2 separate regions of the Zea mays genome follow, and region 1 is linked to region 2. Evidence: chromatin contacts called from public Hi-C data. All regions are on one chromosome and are shown on one strand. The core of a region is the stretch at or near the end of the contact, and the rest is flanking DNA. Distances in the headings are between cores, read along the strand shown.

Evidence for each region. Hi-C and Micro-C count contacts between places; a contact is called where the count stands out from the background.
Region 1: a contact with region 2 is called in a Hi-C map of leaf, with 4 times the contacts expected there. The contact joins the promoter of LOC103652831 here to the enhancer-like site in region 2.

Annotation. Positions count from the first base shown.
Region 1 is chr4:11,858,969-11,865,106 of Zm-B73-REFERENCE-NAM-5.0, reverse strand. It overlaps LOC103652831 (probable protein phosphatase 2C 74), which reads right to left and starts at 2,921. Exons shown (of 3, transcript XM_023302286.1): 1 at 2,310-2,921; 2 at 1,286-1,477; 3 at 193-980. The coding sequence starts at 2,921. The coding sequence ends at 462.
Region 2 is chr4:12,004,585-12,011,319 of Zm-B73-REFERENCE-NAM-5.0, reverse strand. No RefSeq gene overlaps it. Among protein-coding and RNA genes, the nearest start is that of LOC100285530, 42 kb to the right of the region's middle. Within about 2 kb of position 2,894, at least 8 of the 20 cell types and tissues checked have an H3K27ac peak or open chromatin away from gene starts, as enhancers often do. A contact at or near this core is called in leaf, where this site is marked.

The DNA of each region.
Region 1 (6,138 bases), core at 1,672-4,171, 150 kb after region 2:
ACGCCACATCGACATCTGGTTTAATAAGGAAACCCGGTTTTTGAGTGGTTTTGTATAGGCCAACAAGTTAGGTGCCCCGTTTTGCTGATTTTCTGAGTTTGAAGACTCAAGTGTCAAGTGACACATCGTGTCAAGTTCAAGGACCGTTGATGTATTTTACTTAAAAAATGACAGAGCAAAAGTTACGTGCAATAATAATAATAATAGTTCCATTCCTAATTGTCTGCAACATCAAGTCACTGCATTCCTAGCTTCAACTACGTAGTTTACAATCGAGGGTTAGAAAAAAGAATGACGTTTGCAGTAATTAATTTGCTCCCCAGCAGCAGGGATGCAAATAAACCGCATGCTGTATATCTACAATCATTGGTGGTCAGTGTACCGTCATCTTTTGTTTCACTTTCACTTCCCTCAATGAAAAACCCTGGTGAACAGTTAGTGCCTCCAACAGCTCGGACCCGTCACTGATCGAATCTTAGGAACCTCTGGAGGTCGACTACCATGACGGTGACGTCGTCCCTGCTTCCCCTGCGCCGTGCCATGTCCACCAGGTCCCTGCAGGATGAGGCGGCGCGGCTCCTGGAGACGGCATCTACGGCCTCCTGGTTGCTGACCTTGTCCCAGAGCCCGTCGGACGCGATGACCAGGAAGTCGCAGCCAGCGGCGAGGGGCAGCCGGGTGACCGCCGGCTCCGCGACGACCCACCGCTTGAGCGCGCCGTCCCCGAACGCGCGCGACACGGCAAGGCTGCCCTGCACCCGCCACACGCCGCTGCCGCTGCGGCTCACGTAGCCTCCCTCCTGCTCGATGCGCTCCCGCTCCTCCTCCCTGGCGCAGGTGTGGTCGGCCGTCAGCGCCGTCGCGACGCCCCCGCGGCTCAGCACGGCGCGGCAGTCGCCCAGGTGCGCCACGTACAGGTCGCCGCCCTTCACCAGCGCCGTCGCGGCGCACGCACCGCCGCTTGAGCCCTGCGCGTCAGTTCAAAGACATTAATATAATCGACGTCATTACTTTTGCTTTTTTTCACAACGAAATTGCAGAGCTTTTTTTGTACGCGGGACGCTATAGCCTATAGGGACACGGCAAGCAGTGAGTGCACGTATGTCCTCAAAACCCTAGCTTGTCGCAGTCACATGAGCAGCCAAAACAGACACACACACACACACAAATGTTGCGCAGCAACAAAAGAAGCTTTTGACGCGTTCAACGTACGTGGGAAAAGAGCGTAGACCTGGTAAACAAACGAAGGAAAAAGCTAATTAAGCGTCAGTGTCGCGGCACGCACCTGGTGCTGCGTGAGGAGCTCGCTGTCGGTGGCAAGGTACGCCGCTCTGATAGCCGCCGAGACACCGTCGTCCTCCGACGTCTGCGTTCCGGCGGCGGCGAGGACCGCGGACACCACGTTCTTGCTGAGCCGCTCGGAGACGAAGTCCACGGCCGCGCGCCCGCCGTGGCCGTCGAAGACACCGTAGAATGCCTGCGAGATGAGATCGAGAAAGAATTAATGATAAAGCTTTGTGATTTAATTTATTATTCCTTCAGTACGTTGCGGGTAGTGTAACTGTGTAATTAATGTAGATCTTCTAATTTACTGGGTCAAAACAGATTGGATTTCATATATATAATGTTCTAGTGGAGCTACGCTTCAAAACAGATCGGTTTTATATATTATCATATATGTTATAATATGTGTTAAGTATGGTGACATTCGATCATGAAGTGCCTGCCATCTGACTTACTATTGTATTATTTTCGAGACACCTCGATGATTTACCTCACACTCTCACAACAATATTCAAATTAACATATATTATTTTGACCAAAAGATCTATATATGTACTAGTTTGTAACAGTACTATATATGACCATGTTTAAATGCCCTCTATCTAATAGTTAAACTGTCTACAGTGGATAGGGTAAATACGGGACATAGAACTATAGATGACGTTATTTATAGATTGCAATTTAAAATAAAGAATGGAATAGTGGATATGCTGGAGATAGCTTTAGCAAGCATCCAAACATCCAACTATTAGTTTAGCTATTAGCTATATTTTTATTTATAGACATCCAAACACTCTCATTTAATAGTCTAGCCAACTATTAGTATGACCTACACCGTCAATTACCCATTAGTTATTAGGTGGTTCAACCCAACTACAATTAGCTGATAATTAACTAGATATTTGTTAGTTATTTAATTTCACTAGCAATTTTTTAGTCAACTAATTATTTGATCTAGTGCATTCTATATATAGATATATACAATGAGCTTGAATTATTTTCACGTGATGCAAAGATGTAATTACCAGTTGAGAATCTGCATGGTTTTTGTCAGTCAGCACAGCATATGCGTCCTCCATCGCATGCCTCGGTCCTGCTCTACTCGCCAACCAAAACCCGTCCCCCACCACCTCCACGTCGGCCTCCTTCACCGGCGCGGCAGCTGCGGCCCAACCGGCGGCGACCTCGCCAGCGTCGTCGGCCACCGGTATGACGAGCGTCGACGGCCGCCTCCTGGCCGCCCACGCGGCCTTCTTCGCCAAGCTCCGAGCCTGTTGTTGCTCTACTACCATCCCGATCCCACTCCCACTCCCACTCCCACTGATGCAGTCGGACACCACTGCGTCTGCAAGAGGAAGCGCAGGCACGGGTGGCGGCGGCGGCGGCGGCGCGACGAGCTGCAGGTCCTCCGGGATGGCAACCTGGTGGGCAAGCATCTTCTTTCGCTTCGGGAGCGGCGTGGAGGCTATCAGGCCGATGGGAGATGGCGCCGCCGCCATAGCGGGTGCGGTGAGGACCGCTACCGGAGACAGAGAGCATGCGGATGCCATGACGTCGGACGCCTTGCGGAGCTCGCGGACCAGGCGCGCGAAGGCGGCGACGACGGAGCAGAGGAACCGGACGGTGTGCAGCAGCATATCGCGGCGCGGGTCGCCGGCCGGCCGGGGGAGTTGGACGAACGACGACGATGCTCGGCTGCTGCTTTGCTATATAGAGCGATCGAGCGAGGGATCAGACGAAGACGATCGATGATGGGAGTGGGAGGCCACGGGCAGGAGCTGCGTGTTTTTATACGTAGTAGTAAATATTATCAGGAAATGGAGAAGCCGGTGAGAGAGACGAGACGAGGGCAAGGGCCAAGGGCTGGGTCACTGATGCTGACCGGTCAATGCAGTGACCAGATCATCTGGGCTGGGCGCCGCTGTACAAATGTGTTTTTAATAATGTTACCGGAGATTTTCGTTTACTTAATCCGGACGGCCGTGCACCCGGTATCGTGCCGGGTCCTTTATCATCTCATCTGACCAATAAGAAATTTGCTGCTGCAACATCTTGCAAGGTGCATCAGACCGGCCGGAAAAGAGGAGTAATTTGACGAGTGCTACACGTACTCGGCAAACGCTTTATCGACTGTGACAACTCGATGAATTATATATCGACAACGACCTCTCTGGTAGTTCAATATAATATAAAACAAGTTTAATATAATGTAGTAGAACATATCTGGTAGTTCAATCTTTATATATATATATATATATATATATATATATATATATATATATATATATATATATATATATATATATATATATATATATATATATATATATATATATATGCGTTTTATAAGTTGCTAAAAGACTAGGGTTTGTTTGATTTCGCTTTTAGCCGTGACTTTTACCCTAAAAAGCCAAAAACCAAACCAAAAGGATCATTATTCCACCCATCAGCTTTTCTCAAAAGCCGGTGTTATAAAATTGAATGCACCTTTGGATCTGTTTTTAGTGACTTTGAGATGAAAAAAACTTTGCAAATATATATAAAAGAACCTTCAGTGGCTTTAGCGGCTTTCACCAAATTAATTTTAGCTTTCTTATAGCTTCCAGCCCACATCAGTTTTGTTAACAGCTCTGTGTATAACATTCTTTTTTCTTACCGCCATAGTCTATCCAAACAGACTCTAGGAACATATTTGTTGGCTTTTCCCAATTATTTTTAATACCTTACTTCTAGAAACAAGAAAACTGTTTTGTATCCGAGATCTCAAACTGTTGTAAAGACATCCCAGCTCGCTACTTTTATAATTCCTTTGTCTTATGTATTTGCATACAAAAAACAACTCTATATTTCTTACAAAAAAACAATTTCCTATGTCCTCCACACCTCCAAATTAATTGGCTGCGTATCTTTCCACGAGATTTGATCAATTTTTCCTTGTGCTGAATAAACGAGAGTTGACATAAAGAGTGTTGTTGGAGAGAGGTTTATTCAACATTGACAATAAAATAAAGAATGCGAGCGTGGATTTTGAAAATTCTTAGAGAAGCTCTTACCAGCTTCGAAATGCTGACCATTTAATGGGGACGTACGGGAAGTAAATAGAGGGCGACCAATTATCGGCAGGCGTTATAGAAAAATAAACACGATGACCAAAAGTGGTAAGTGAAGAACGGTCCGATTTGGGTAAGGAAAAGGTCTTCTTGGTTGGCCTTCGCCACATGCATATAGGCCTGCAGGCACTGTGTATACCAACTCAAACACTGGGGGCCGGACATGGCTATTATATACAGTAGTAGTATGGTTTATTTCTCTACTACTAGGACCACATGTTGGGCCAGCTTGGTAAAACATGGCGTGACCTGTCACGTTCATTGTCATCTAGAAGAATATACTCACTCCGTTTCTTTTTATTAGTCGCTGGATAGTGTAATTTTACACTATCCATCGACTAATAAAAAGAAACGGAGGGAGTAATAGTTAATATCCACTGTCTCAAATTAACATGCTGTGTGTAAGCCTTTAATTTGCACTTTTTTGGCAGGAATCCAGCAGCCCTGATTCCATTAGACCTGTGTGCATGGCATTGTAGGCATGTTCAGTACGTCCAGCTCCAATCTGAAAGACATCACCATGCTCTCATCACGTACTCCTTCCGTTTCTTTTTATTAGTCGCTGGATAGTGTAATTTTACACTATCCAGCGACTAATAAAAAGAAACGGAGGGAGTAGTACATATATAGCCCTTTGTAAAAGGATTAATAAATTCTGACTATGGAACCCCGGCACGGGTCTTTCCCAAGTTGGATTTTTCAGCTGCTCGCTCTGAAGTTGCCGATTTCTCGTGCATATGCGTCGCTTATGATATGCATTAGTTTTTTTTGGAAATACTAGAACAATGGCACGTGAAAAACTGAGAGTCAGGAATGGAAATATTACTTTTCCTTTATTAAAAAAATATTATGGTTTTCCTATAAAAGCAGATAATGATTATTATATGGTATTGCTTATATATATATATATATATATATATATATATATATATATATATATATATATATATATATATATATATATATATATATATTCTGGTAGCCAAATACTAAGGGCCCCTTTGGCAGGGCTCTGGCTTCTCCAAAAACGGCTTTGGCTCTGACTCACGAGGTGAAGCCACTTCTTTAGATGAGCCAAAGTCATTCTGAAAAATTATTTGGCAAAACGGCTTATAGGTTGTTTTCAGAAAGACCCTTGTATAGTTTACTTTTTATAGATCTCTCATGTACGTGGCTAGAGATTGAGGGCAGGACCAAAAAAATAATTTGGACTGGTGGAAGGGCTATTGTGCAAAAATGACGTGAGCTGAAGCCGGGTGAGCCACTTTTTTTGGCTCATGCCCTCTAGTTCATTTTGGAAAAGCACTTCACTGGTGAAGCCATTTGAAAAACAGATGTTTGGCACAACTTTTGCATGAGCCAGAGCCGAAGCTGAAAAATAAGCCCTACCAAAGGGGCCCTAAATCTTTTTCTTGACAAGTCATATATATTTGAAAGTCGTGTTCGCAAGTTACACAATTAACGTTTGCATTTATTGTGATCTACTTATTATTAGTCAATGGATGTGGTAATAAGAAAAGAACAATTCAATTTAGTTCGGAAAAAGTCTGGTTGCTGAGGTCTGTAGGGAGGACTTATTTGAATTTGGAAAAAAAAGGGAGGACTTATCTGTTCGGAAGCCATACCAACTCAAACACAATGGCTACTAGATTTTTGCTAGTCTCTCGTTAATAGAGCAATAATGCTGAAAGTTTCCATTGTGCTCAGGAGAGCCTAGGCATTTCTAAACAGGTTAGATTGGTCC
Region 2 (6,735 bases), core at 1,645-4,144:
CTTGATTTTGTAGGGATCCGGGGTCATGGGCCACAACACACCACCACCGGTGATACCAGCACCAGGAGGAGCTATTGCAGGAGAGGGAGCTACTCCAGGAGAGGTTAGTTTGACAAACAACTTATTTGAATAGTGGTCATGCATGTAAACACTGCCGTTATTAATGTCTTCTTTTTTCTTTAGAATCCAAACCCGTTACACGACTTCGTCAACGAGTTTTTCGCTTCTGGAGGTAGTGGTCACAACTCCAACGACCCCGATATGTGATGGTTTAGTTTTGTGCCGAATTGTGCGTTGTAATGGACTATTTGTGAACTTTATGTATTATGGACTATTTGTGAACTCGGATGTTGTAATGGACTCCAACTTTATATTGTGGACTATTTGTGAATTGTGCAATTGTGGATTTATATTTCTGTCATTTTATTGTGATTATAATGTTGATGAATTTTCTGTTATTTTTTGCATTTTTTTCAAAAAAATTTGTCTGAAATTATTAATTTTCGGCGGCCTCAGTAGGCCGCTGAAAATAAGTAGCGGGCCGCCAGAAATAGCTTATTTCCGGCGGCCACGTGTCAGCCGTCGATAGTCAACAATTATTTTTGGTGGCTAAGCAGCTGGCCGCCGAAAATAAAGGCTTATTTTCAGCTGATTTTTTCTGGCGGCCAGGAACCGCCAAAAATAAGCCTAAGGCCGCCGAAAATAGCTTATTTTCGGCGACAAAGGCCTTATTTTCGGCGGTTCCTGGCCGCCGAAAATGACTGTAGCTCCCGTTGTGTCCCATGAGACTCAGTCTCCCCAGCGCTCCCACCTCACATCACGCCAGCACGGGACTCAGGCGAACCCTAGCCAAGCGCCCAGCCACAGCAACAGCCACCATCGGTCGCCGCCTCATGGCGGCCACCGCGCGCTACTAGGCACCAGCCGCAGCCGGCCGGCCACCAGTGGCCTCGCTCGATCGCCACCAGCCGACGCTCGACGACCACCGTGCAGCCTTCGTTCGTAGTCCTGTAGGTTTGGGCCGTGCCTGCTGGGCCAGCACGAGCCCGGCACGAAATTAGTGGCACGAAGCCCAACCCAGCACCACCAAAAATTACTCGGGCCAGCACAACACGTTACGCGGACTGGGCCGTGCTCTGGTTGTCGGCCCGACGACCCAAGTAGCCCGGCACGCCATAGTGGGCCGTGCTCGAGCCGGCCCGACACATTTTAGGGTTTCTCACGCACTCACGCAGTCACGCGCGTCGTAACCCTCACGCTCATTTCATTCGTCCACTCCCGAGTCCCGACGGCGCGACTGCAAGAGCCGCGGCTCCTCGGTTCCTCCGGTCTCCGTCCTCCTCCTCCCTCCGGTCCTTCCCTCCTCTAGGTTCTAGGCCACCGCCGAGCGCCGATGATGGATCTGTGGGGCTGGACGTCGGTGGCATCGGAATGGGCCTGGATCTGGGTCTGGACCTCGGGCTATTCGTCGTGCGGAGCGCCGGAGGGATGGCGGCCGCCAAGGGTGCGCCGGCGGAGATCGAGTCCTGCATCAGGAGCCTCGAGGAGGAGCGCCAGAAGATCGAGGTGTTTAGGCGCGAGCTCCAGCTCTGCGTGCGTCTCCTCGTCGATGGTGAGAACTGAGAAGTGGTCTCCTGCTGTCCTTTCATGTACTCCTTCCTTCCTACGTATATATGCGCGCGCGTGTTGTGGTCTCTCTTCTCCGCACCTGGTTCGCTGATGCGGTGGTGCATGCGCCGTGGCCTGCAGTGATCGACGAGTTGAAGGATGAGGCCGCCAAGAAAGGCGGAGACGCGGAGGCCAAGGCCGACGACGGCGATAAGCGGAAATGGATGAGCACCGCTCAGCTGTGGCTCGACAGCGACGCCAAATCCGACGAGGTAGAGCAGGCAACTCTAGTACACCATGCTGCTTGTTTTCATCATATTGCTCTATTGTTTTCCTTTTTGATCCCTGGGTCTTTCATGTTTAGGGTCATTCTTACCTTGTAGAATCAATAAAATCAAACTGTGTTGTCTAATTTATTGTAAATGTTTATTTAAATAAATGACTTGTTTCTGTATTTTTGTGTGTTGTTGTTTCTGTTGCCTGAGAGATTTGGACTTGTTTATGTATCTGACCTAGTCATATGATGATTAATTGCGGGTCAGGCTTGGGCCAGCACGGCCCGATGAAAGCCCGTTGTGTTGTGCCTATATTTTAGGAGGTGAGCATGATTTAGCTCGGCCCAAAAGAAATCCGTGCTAGTACGGCCCGAAATATTTAAGCCCGAAGCATGATGGGCCCGTGCCGGGTCGGCACGGCCCGGCCCAACTTGCAGGACTATTCGTTCGTCGCCATTCGCCAAGCAACACTGTAGAGGAAAACTAAACAGTGACCGTGTTGGATGTGTCCTATATATGTTGCAGTGTCGTTGTTATTTGCTCATGTTGTTCTTCGTGTCAGTTATCTTGCTTTTACTATATTTGACTTTCAGGATGGACCAAAGAGAGAGGATGGGCTAAGTTGTTTATTATGTGGAAAAAAGGAGAGAGGATGGACTAAGTTTCTAGGCTTCTAGCTGCCGAGTGATGTATGTTAGCCTGCTCACTGCTGTGCTGGGTATGTCTCCTGTGCTGTGACTGTGTGAGCCTGTGAGGCTATATGCTGGTCTGCTGGATATTTGTGCTGGACGCCTGGACGACACTAATATGTGCTGGACGGCTCTAATGCATGGCCCCTGTGTTTTATTGTGCTCTTAAGTCTTAACCGAACAAAATCTGCTCTGTGAAAATTTGTATTGTGCTGCCAGTGCCAGAGCATGTGTATTTTGTTGTATTATGCTCTTAACCGAACAGATCAACTATGAGCCATGCAAGGATTTGAAGATGGGCCGGGGTGGGATGATTTGGGAGTAGAAGAGAAAAGGTCTGGTTGGGCGAAGAAACAATGAGGTTTCGACCGAAGAAAAGAAAAGGAGTCTAGATAATTTGGGCTGTCAGGAAAAAAGAACGCAGTTCATTTGGCCCAACAACGGCTATGGAATTAGGAAACCACTTCTTAATTTTGAGAGAAGAGATGTATAAAATATCCACACACAAAAAGCCGAGCTCCTTGATTTACTGTGTGCGTACATTCACATTATGAAATCAAAATTTAAAGTACACCTGCAAAAAAAATTGCGTTTGCACGCATACGTCATTGCAAAAGGTTGTACAAGTGGTTCTGTAAAAATTCCAATTTATAGTCAACAAGCACAGTGTCCGCGCATTATTACCGTGATCTATACAAATTCTTTTTCTTGTTGAATGGAGAAAATAAAATAAAGCAATGCTATTTGTTATTGGATTTATAAAGTTGGACTTGATTGTCAGCAACTAACTACTGGCCTGACCAACAGAACAACATACTACTCACTCGGACCATCAAATAACAGCTATATCAGACACAACATCACGCCTTGGTTTGAATAATTTCTGCAGCCACATCTTCATGGAATCCACCGTCATTTCAAGGGTCGGCACCTCCTCTACTTTTTTACTAGTGTTCCCCAATAATGCAGGTAAGAAATCACATCATACAAGATAATAGTTGTACAGCTAGGAAACATATTCTCCACCGCCATTTTGTTACGATTCCTTCAAATGGCCCAAACCATGCATGCCTACTAAATCAACATAGCACTGTAAAGACATGGAATAAGCTCCTTTTATTAGGACCCTGGCACTTGATGAATTCTTGATTACAAAACAAGTCCTCCACATAGGACGGGGAATTGCTCCAATCAAACATTTGATTCTAGCATTTCAAAAGAAACTTCGACAGAATGTAACTTGTTCTATTCGAGAGAAAGGTGGAGCTTTGAAAAGGCTCACTAAATATATATCTGTGACACACAAGTCAGTAACATATAACAATGTTGAATAAGTGTTCAAAGTACTCGTCCTAGCTGCTGACCTAAAGAGAATGTATTAGAACAGTTACAGTAAGACACAAAAGATAACAAGGATCTAGATACAACAAGAAAACAAGTTGAAAGAAAAAATAATCACAGATATGCACATATCAATAGTGTTCCTAGAACTAGTTTAAGGCAGCACAAAAATACAATGGATACGAGCACTTTTGATTTTTTTTAATTTATTTTTTTCTTTTGTCTTGTGTGGCTTTTTCCTTGCACTTGCCTTTTAGATTCTCTTCTTTTGATAAAAATGCCGCAAAAACCAAAAAACACACAAGAGTATCAAAAAAATTCTTGCTTGTTTGCTACAGATTATAAGCTCCTTTTATTAGAACCCTAGCACTTGATGAATTCTTGATTATAAAACAAGTCCTCCACACTGGACTGGGAATTGCTCCAATCAAACATCTGATTTTAGCATTTCCAAAGAAACCGCGACAAAACATAACCCGTTTCGCTCGAGAGAAATGTGGAGATTTAGAAAGGCTCACTAAAGATATATCTATAGCACACAAGTCAGTAATAGATAGCAATGCTGAATAAGTGTTCGAAGTACTCGTCCTAGTTGCTAGTCTAGAAAAATGTATTAGAATATTTGGAGTAAGACACACAGGAGGTAACAAGGACCTAGATACAACAAGGGAACAAGTTGGAAGAAACAATAATCACAGAGTTGCACAGATCAATGGTGTTTCTAGAACTAGTTTAAGGAAGCACAAAAAACACAATGGATACAAGCACTTCTAATTTTTTATTTTCTTTTTTCTTTTGTTTTGTGCTGCTTTTTTCTTGCACTTGCCTTTTATATTATATTTTTCCACAAAAGTGCCGCAAAAATAAGAAACACACAAGAGTATCAAAAAAATTCTCGTCTATCTGCTACAAATTTTATGCTCTAACTTCAACTGACAATCACTAGTAGAAAAAGGCTCAACGCCTGCGGGACGATATATTTTTACAGACGGATCCGGTTATCCACCGACTGTGCTATTTTTAGTGGCGGTTTCTTAAGAAAACCGCCACTAGAAATCGTATTTTTAGAGGCGGTTCCTTAAGAAAACCGCCAGTAGAAATCCATGATTTCTAGTGGCGGTTTTCTTAAGGAACCGCCTGTAGAAATCGATTTCTAGTGGCGGTTTTCTTAAGGAACCGCCACTAGAAATCATTTTTATCCTTAATTTTTCGAGTTTTTCAAACGACCTCGTATGACAAAACCACCAAAATAAAAGTTGTAGATCTCTAAAAGTTATGAAATTTTGTAGTTGACAACTTTTTTATTTGAACTCATTTCGGTTCTCAAAAATTGAATCTAAGTATGTAAAATTTAAAATTCAAATTTTGCAAACTAACTTGGATGAAAAAAGTGTCAAAATAAAAGTTGTCGAATAATTTTGCAAACTAACTTGCGCGAAAAATGCCGCGACTTGCACAGTTTTAAAATAATTTTATATAAGTGGTTTTATTACTATTTTAAAATCTGTTTTATGTTTCCTGGAAACGATTTGCGCGAATTTTGCGCGAAAAATGCCGCGACTTGCACTGTTTTAAAATAATTTTATGTAAGTGGTTTTATTACTATTTTAAAATCTGTTTTATGTTTCCTGGAAACGATTTGCACTGGCGGTTTTATTACGTCGACCGGCAGTGAAAATCGATTTTCACTGACGGTTTTATTACGCCGACCGCCAGTGTTTTCACTGGCGGTCTTCAGTTACCCGCCTGTAAAAATGATGATTTTTACTGGCCCCTAGCACTGGCGGTTACGATAAACGCCACTAAAAATAGGTTTACCACCGCCACTATAGAGCTTCTCTGTACTAGTGAATTTAGCAAATTTACGATCTCAAATGCAAAAACTCACAACACGAAAGTTGTAGCTCTCCTTTTTCTCTTTCTTTTAGATATATGGAATGCCTCTTTAGTTTAAAGTAAGTGGGAGGTATTGACCCCGAAATACAGACTGATCCAAAATTTTAGGGTCACAAACAATTTTACTTCCAATATCGTAAATAAGAAAGTTACAAAGAATTTTCTAAGCTTTCCAGAAAGTACAATAACACTAAATTTTGAGTTTGTGATACACCCAGCCCAGGTGGGGTTGGCCGAGGCCCAACAAATTAGGGTTGCTCGGAGCCCAACAGTTCATTAAGCACACCCAACTCAGGGAAAGGCCCAATCGCCCCAAAAGACTAGTCCAATGGGGGAAGGGTGGCTTTCCCTTTTAAAGTGGCTTCCTCCTCCCAAGTTAAGCGAGGTGGGATAATTCTGAGGCTCACACGGTCGCCGTCCGACTACAATTGGGCCAACTGGGCCAATTGCGTCTTTGCTAACGGGTAATAGTGGAGGATGTCCTCATCAGTTTGTATGCGAGATTTATGCTCAAAATACAAAACTAGACACAAACTAATGTGATGAAAACAAGATGATGAGATGAAAAATGATGGAATCTATTTTAAATATTGAATTTATGGGATGGCAGCAGATGCAAAGGATCAAAAAACTAAACCAAGACAAATCTAAACCAACACCGAAACAGAATCTGGATGCTGACTTATTTTGTTGATTTCCGTTGACTCTAAAGAAATTTTGTGTCGTTCTAGTTAGGTTGGAAAGCTTATCTCTTTACCTTTCCATCCATATAAAGCATGACCTAAATGGACTTCGGATGCACCATTTTGAGTGCAGATTGGTCCTGAACTCCAAGGTGGAGAGCAAGTTGAGTTGGACTTGGCTTCCTCTTGTTGTAAACATCCTAGCTTCTCCTTGACACTGTGTCCCTTCCCAAGTCCTTGCTT